2 separate regions of the Zea mays genome follow, and region 1 is linked to region 2. Evidence: chromatin contacts called from public Hi-C data. All regions are on one chromosome and are shown on one strand. Each heading gives the region's core, a stretch centred on a gene start, on an enhancer-like site or on the middle of the called end of the contact. The rest is flanking DNA. Distances are from core to core; before and after follow the strand shown. Region 1 holds the start of LOC100281611 (calcium-dependent protein kinase substrate protein). Region 2 holds the start of LOC103645985 (GPCR-type G protein COLD1).

Evidence for each region. A called contact is a pair of places that touch in the nucleus more often than the background predicts.
Region 1: a Hi-C map of leaf shows a contact between it and region 2, with 6 times the contacts expected there. The contact joins the promoter of LOC100281611 here to the promoter of LOC103645985 in region 2. A contact is called at or near these places in 2 of 25 Hi-C or Micro-C datasets (leaf and leaf mesophyll).

The regions. Positions count from the first base shown.
Region 1 is chr2:12,857,404-12,860,888 of Zm-B73-REFERENCE-NAM-5.0, reverse strand. LOC100281611 (calcium-dependent protein kinase substrate protein) reads left to right here and starts at 2,107. Exons shown (of 6, transcript NM_001279510.2): 1 at 2,107-2,321; 2 at 2,854-2,930; 3 at 3,037-3,097; 4 at 3,186-3,261. The coding sequence starts at 2,201. LOC100501876 (Clathrin interactor EPSIN 1) reads left to right here. Exons shown (of 11, transcript NM_001196517.1): 10 at 1-216; 11 at 328-893. The coding sequence ends at 521.
Region 2 is chr2:12,705,158-12,708,377 of Zm-B73-REFERENCE-NAM-5.0, reverse strand. It overlaps LOC103645985 (GPCR-type G protein COLD1), which reads right to left and starts at 1,860. Exons shown (of 9, transcript XR_002749931.2): 1 at 1,399-1,860; 2 at 1,250-1,310; 3 at 978-1,173; 4 at 742-873.

The DNA.
Region 1 (3,485 bases), core at 858-3,357, 150 kb before region 2:
AGATCGACGCATCTGATTTCGGTGCATTTGTATCTAGCACCGAGGAAGCAGCCAAGGACCCTCTCGATCTTTCTTCGGGTAGCAACCTTGGAAAGACAGGCCAAGCACCCGCGGCAGCCTCCAAGCCTAGCGCAAAGAAAGACAATTTTCAGGTCAAGTCCGGCATATGGGCAGACTCGCTGAGCCGGGGATTGATTGATCTGAACATAACTGCACGTATGTTCCTCGTTCCTGTTTCCCCTGTTGCCATGGCATCTATCAGCTTGGTGTAAATTTGTTTATGGTTCAGACATGTTCATGGTTCTCCTTGTTTCTGACAAGCTGCAGCGAAGAAGGTGAACCTAGCTGATATTGGCATCGTCGGTGGCCTTGGCGATGGGTCCGATGAGAAGGCCCTGCCCTCTTGGACCATGGGCGCCGGATCCGGCCTAGGAATGTCTGGTATTCCACCGTCAACACAACAAGCTGGTGGCATCGAGAGCTTGGCCAACTACAACAAGCATCATTTCGGCTTCAAATAGGCCTCGATCTTTCATACTGGAAAATACCCGTCATCTGCGGTTTCCTCCTCTGTCGGCCTGCTTCTTACACGTGCTGCCCTATTGATTTAATCACTTTTTTGTTTTTGGTTTTGGTGATCACATTACATGGTGTCGACCAATCTTGGCCCCGTCTTGTCACACGTGTATGTTATTTGTCGGGTTTGTGGGTAAGCATGCAACTACATACACATCACACCCCCTGTGTTCCAGCTCGATGATAGGTGGTATGTTGGCCATGCAGTTTGTGTAAATTCCGTGGCCTGCCTTTTCTACTTGATACAGTACTCTACGCAGCGATTTGCAGTGCTTGAGTTTATATTCAATAATAAGAGAACCTATGCCCTTTATGTCTTGAATTGTGGCTGATGCTGTTTGATGTATCACTGAAGTGGCAAAGTGAGGCGGTTTTTTATCAACGGATGTTGTAAATGGAGCCATCACATCACCCGTTCACCGATCAGTATCGGCGGCTGATAGTGGTAGAGTTGCGTTTCCGTGGGACTAATCAGGAGAGTGTCGCTACAGGAACGCCCAAATGCATCGTCAAGTCGCATCGTACGAGAAGAGCCAAAGTAGAGTCACGCAGATGCTCGAATCTAGCAGGCTTAGACCCTGTTCGGTTGTTAGGGATTGAAGCTCCGGATTAATTTCTAGCCGGATTACTTCTTTAATTTATATAGATTTTGATGAGCTGAAATAAATCCATGTCTATTGCTGTGCAAACGAACGCGCCCTTAGCATTCTGCACGCACGGTTTTAAAAGTGTTGAGAATAGCGATTAGTCTCGGCTAATCGTCCGCGAATCTGTGATGGAGAGGCGGTGGCCACTGCCACTGGTCGTCTGGTCAGCAGGTCACACCGGCAGCCACAGCTGGCGCGAATATTCCAGCGACATCAGCGCCGAACATCTTCGCCGCATCTCCCGCTCGCCCCGGGTCCCACCGGAGGCCGCCGTCGTTCTCCCCGCGCTTCCGCCGGAATATTCCGCAGCCACAGCTGGACTCGCGGTCGAGTCCGCTCCGGACGAGGATATGTCATCCGACTCGTGCGATTCGCGTTCAGTTTGGTTCCCACGCAAAGATTTCCCTCCTCTTGTCCAGTCTGAGTGCTGCTGCTGCTGCTAGGTTTTGCCGTTCACGTAGCATAGCATCTGACGAAACGCCAGGATCAGACGGTATTTTCTGGTGAAAAATTCGACGCGTCCCAACCCCAGCCGTGTGCTTCTTGTTGCCAATTGTGATGTGGGTGGAGCCGCCGTCTTGGCGCCTGGGCCTCAATGAGCGGCGGCCGAGTGGCGCCCCCGGGTTGGACCTGGAGGCGTGATGCCCGTCCGCTTTGTTCTTGCATTGCATCTCGCACGCACCCCGGCCCAGCTGCCAAGTGCCAACAAGTCGTCCTAGATTCCTCGCACACATGACGCCCTCCTTCCCCGCCACGCTCTGCGCTCCTCCTCTCGCTCCTCCTCTTGTCCTCACATACACAAACCCCTGTGCTTGCTAACGACGCTCGCGTTACAACTTATTACACCTACGACCAGGAGGCGGTAACGTTACATTCATTCTCTCTTCAGCAAGAGCTCGTCTCACTCGAGCCTACCACTAGCCGTGTCTTTGGCCACCGGATAGCTAGGAAGCGGCGATCGCCAGGAAGGAACGACGATGCAGGGGAGCTACGGCTACGACGGGGCGGCGTCACGGGACCCCAAGCCGCGGCTGCGCTGGACGCCGGACCTCCACCAGCGCTTCGTCGACGCCGTCACCAAGCTGGGCGGACCGGACAGTGAGTCCTCGCTCTCGTTTTCCTTCCTTCCTCCCGTACGTTCCCGTCTATATGTAGTGCTCGTCTAGTCGTCTTGTCTTGATGACCCCGTCCGACACCAAGGCGATTGCTTGATGAGCCGAGACCTCTCCAGTTCGCCAGTATGGTGCTTGTGCTACAGAGCATGTCGGTGTGCATTCTTTTTTTTTTTTTTTTTTTGCAGTCCGAATCCTTCGCTGCCTGGCTTTGCGCTTCTGCCATTGCCAAGTCTATAGCATGCAGTCAGAGGAAAAGGCAGTTCCGTTGACATGACCAAAAGGAAGTTGAAAAAAAATAGGAGCGGTGCAAAAAAAAAAAACTCTGGAAAAAGGCCGCGTCGCCTTGGGAAAACGACAAGTGCAATTCCTCTCAAATCAGAGCTCTCAAGTCTGAACATCCATTCTCTAGCTTTTCGAGCTCATATAATAATCATCTGAATCTTGCCTCCTCCAACACACCACCGACATGCCTACGCTGTGGAGTACTGACCATTTCTTGTGCTTCCTGCGAACAGGAGCAACACCCAAGTCGGTGCTCAGATTGATGGGCATGAAAGACCTCACTCTTTACCAGTTAAAAAGCCACCTCCAGGTCCGTCTGACCTCTCTTTCTTCACCGCCTCAGCGTTACCTACCAGCACTCTCCTTTTCTGTTGCACCACTGTGCCGAAACACTGAGGCTCGTCTGATGTGCGCAGAAGTATAGACTGGGGATACAGGGCAAGAAAAGCACAGGCCTGGAACCTGCCAGCGGCGGCGGTATGAGCCTCGCACTACCTCTATGTCACCAGGCCTTGCCGCGCAAGGGTTCCTTTCTTATCTTATCTTCCGCTCTTTCTGTCATCAGTACTTCGCTCACAGGGCTTCGGTTCAACCACAGCGCATCCTCCTCCAGGTGTTCCTGATCAAGGGAAGAACACAAGGTAACTGGCAATTACCTTTACCCGACAAATTTCTGCAAGTGGTAATACCCGCCTTTTGTGCACAGCAGAAGGCCAGTAGTTATTACAACTAATATATACTGCATTCAGTCAAGTAGACAGGTGAAGATGCTAGAAAATGTTACCTTGAAAAAAAAATGATCATACATTCATACCGTTACAAGCAAGTGTATGGGGATTTCCTCTCTGGACCTTAAGCTGCAACT
Region 2 (3,220 bases), core at 611-3,110:
GAGTTGTGACTGCGGGGGGTGTTAAATACCCGTCTCTTGTAATGGGAAATACCCGTCTCTTGTAATGGGCTTGGCCCAGTTATCTGGTCTATTAATACACTGTCCAACCCTACTCTAGGGTTTGGGGTTCACATTCCAACAACAAGGATACAAGTATACCCTGCTCAGTTTGATCTTCCTGCACAGAGCCACAGATCGAACGACTGTTCCCACTATACGTTTCAGAAACGATCTGGCCTTTAGCTTCTGCAAGTAAATGTCCTTTATTCGCTCATGCATGGTATGCATCAAACCATAAAAAAATGTCACTTGCAAGTTGCAACCCCACTGTTGTGACTTAATTCGTTTGTTCATAAATATATGACGTCGTTGATTTTTTAAAAAAACTTTAACTAATCATCTTATTTAAAACATGAGTTATCATTTATTTTGTTGTGATTTATTTTATCACTTAAGCTAGTTTGTGTGTGACTTAAAATTTTATATTTGTGGTCAAAGTTTTTTTTAAAAAATCAGCGTCATATATTTGTGAACGGAGGTAGTATTACATTGCTTGTTAGATGGAACAATCAGGTACCCCTTCGATTCCAATACATGACCACATAACAAAAGATGGCAATATCATGTAGTTAAATCTTTTGAGTTTTAATATTTTTCACCTAGTATTTTTCCATGTTAAACCAATGCGAAGATAGGATTGTTTTCTACGAAACATAAGGCAGGGACTAGTAAAGCAAGTACCTCCTCTGATACTTGAATACTCTCCCATCTCCATCTGGGACAAAATAATTTTCTTCTTCTTAGCAGTACATGTCTCCATGGATTGCAATAACTGCCGTTCCAAGGTTTTGATGTCTGTTGCATCGAGTTTCCCTGTAAATCATGATAGTTAAAATGACAGTATAACATCGTAAAGATGTAGATCAAAGTTAGTCGTGAGAAGTGAAAATGCAGTATTGATGAGATAAGCTCCAAACCTTATGAAGAGCGACAGATAACTGTATGGCATATTGACGGCACCAAAACCAGAAAGAACAGCCATGACACTCACTCCAATCACCCCAATCCTACTGACCAACAACTGCGACATCGTAAAAAAAACTGCACGACGCACATGATGTCAAACACTATGACACAACTAGGTATGGATTGAGCAACAAACAATTGGCTTGCCTGCAAAAAGGAACAAGTCTGAGAGACTGAGACCAATATCCTAAGCCTACTTAGTACGTTTGCACCGTCAACAAACCCTTCTCCGATGAAGGCATGGGGAAGTGAATCGCCGAGCCACGCCCGCTCCCTCCTCACCCCTGCAGTCAACAACCGATGAGCCGAGCATGACAGCCGCACAGAGGGAGAGAGAAATGAAGCAATGCGAGATTGATTGGCGATCGTGACCTGAGTTACGGAGCAGAAGATAGCAGTAATAGTAGAGGAGTACGAAGACGAGGAGTAGTAGGAGGCAGAAGAAGTCGAGGTGCCAGGTGAGGAAGGCGTGCATGCTTGGACAGGAAGGGGAGGATCTCGAAGAGAACGAGCTCGAAGAGGTTGCAGGAGAAGGCGAAGACGAGGCCGAAGAGGACCTGCACCAGCAACCGCCGCTCCTCGTACTCCTTGTACAGCCGCCGGTTCAGGAACCAGAACCACAGCCCAGCCCCACCAGCGACGAGCCGACAACCGCGCCCTCGTAAACCACTGTGCGGCCTCCCTGTGCGCAGCCGGTTGCCGCGACGCCGCGACGGTGGCCAGCCAGGAGAGTTTCGTCCGAGTCGGATACTCGGATCTCGTGGGAGTTGCGGGAGGCGCCTGCGAGACTCTGCCGGTGGCGTCTCCCCCACGGCCCCACCGGGAAGTCTGTCACCCCCGCGGCGGCGGTGATGCGCCGTTTGTGGGCCGGGCTAGATTTTAGGCCTGATGGCTAGTAGAGATGGCAATGGGTACCCGCTACCCGAAATCCGGTGGGTTTTTGCTCTATTAGGGTATGGGTTTGGGTCAATTTCTCTACCCATGGGTTTGTTAATGGGTTTAAATGGAAACCCAACGGGTACGTGGGCATGTGTTTGTTCTTCCACTACCCATACCCGCAAACCCATGGGTTTTTAAAACCCGCCTTAAAATCAACATTTCTTATAAATATGTCTCATAATATTATTAATTGAATATGTTCTAATTGAAATAAACTTCATGTAACAAATTTTAGGCTAAAATTAGTTATCACTTGTTCCTTTTATGCTAGCTTATTAATGTATTGATTGTCATTTACATAATGAATTATTTTTTATGTTAATGTTAGTGGGTATGGGAAACCCGTTGGGTACCCAAAACCCGCATGGGTATGGGTTTGGGCAAAATTTTATACCCGTCATAGGTATGGGTTTTGTAACGGGCGTATTTTTTCTTCGCGGGTATGGATTTGGGCAAGTAATATTCGGCGGGTTTTTACCCATTGCCATCTCTCGGCCGGTGGCACTGCAAGGCCTTTTGCGTGCGTACGCCTTCTCTGCGTTTTCCTAGGCGGGCTTCAGCAGGGTATCGTGGGCCGTGCTCGGCTATTCTGTTGGAGATTTGGTGGATCGGGCCAAACAAGATGGAACCAGCGTGCATGATGACTAACGAGTCTTGTGGTCCTGCCGTCCCGTGGTCGTGATCAGTGTTCCTTCACCGAGGGTCAGTGGGCCAGCTGAGCCCGGGCCCGTTGATCTTCACGTGGACTCGTTGTCGTGGACACTTGCATATGGTCCAACGCCGGGACCGTTCGTCCGTACACCGGAGAGACCACCACCACTGCCGAGTGCTGACTGCTCCATGGCGCGATACGCAACCAGGCTTGGCTTTTCTCCCTTGTCGCCAACGGGCCGCTACGACATCATTTCACCAGATCCAGACCACCCCCGCGCGCGATCGGCCAGTGCCGTCAGCAACCCCAGGCAACACAAGGCAGCGGCTCGAAGCAATCTGGATGGATGGATGGCTCATGTCATGGTATGGATAGATCGCACGCTCCATCAAACCGGGGGACCGTTCGTGCTTTCTAGCCAGTAGTCACCACTCAGCACCAACCAAAAGTCGTCCGACGACGACCTAACTCCGGCCAACACCAGGCATGCCACTGGCCTCGCGCGATCCTGACCTGGCACGCCCGCCCTAGCCTACGCGTCCCAGCTTTGGCCGTCGGTCGTGCCGGGAGACGCGAGACCACAAAGGCCGGCTCGCTCACATG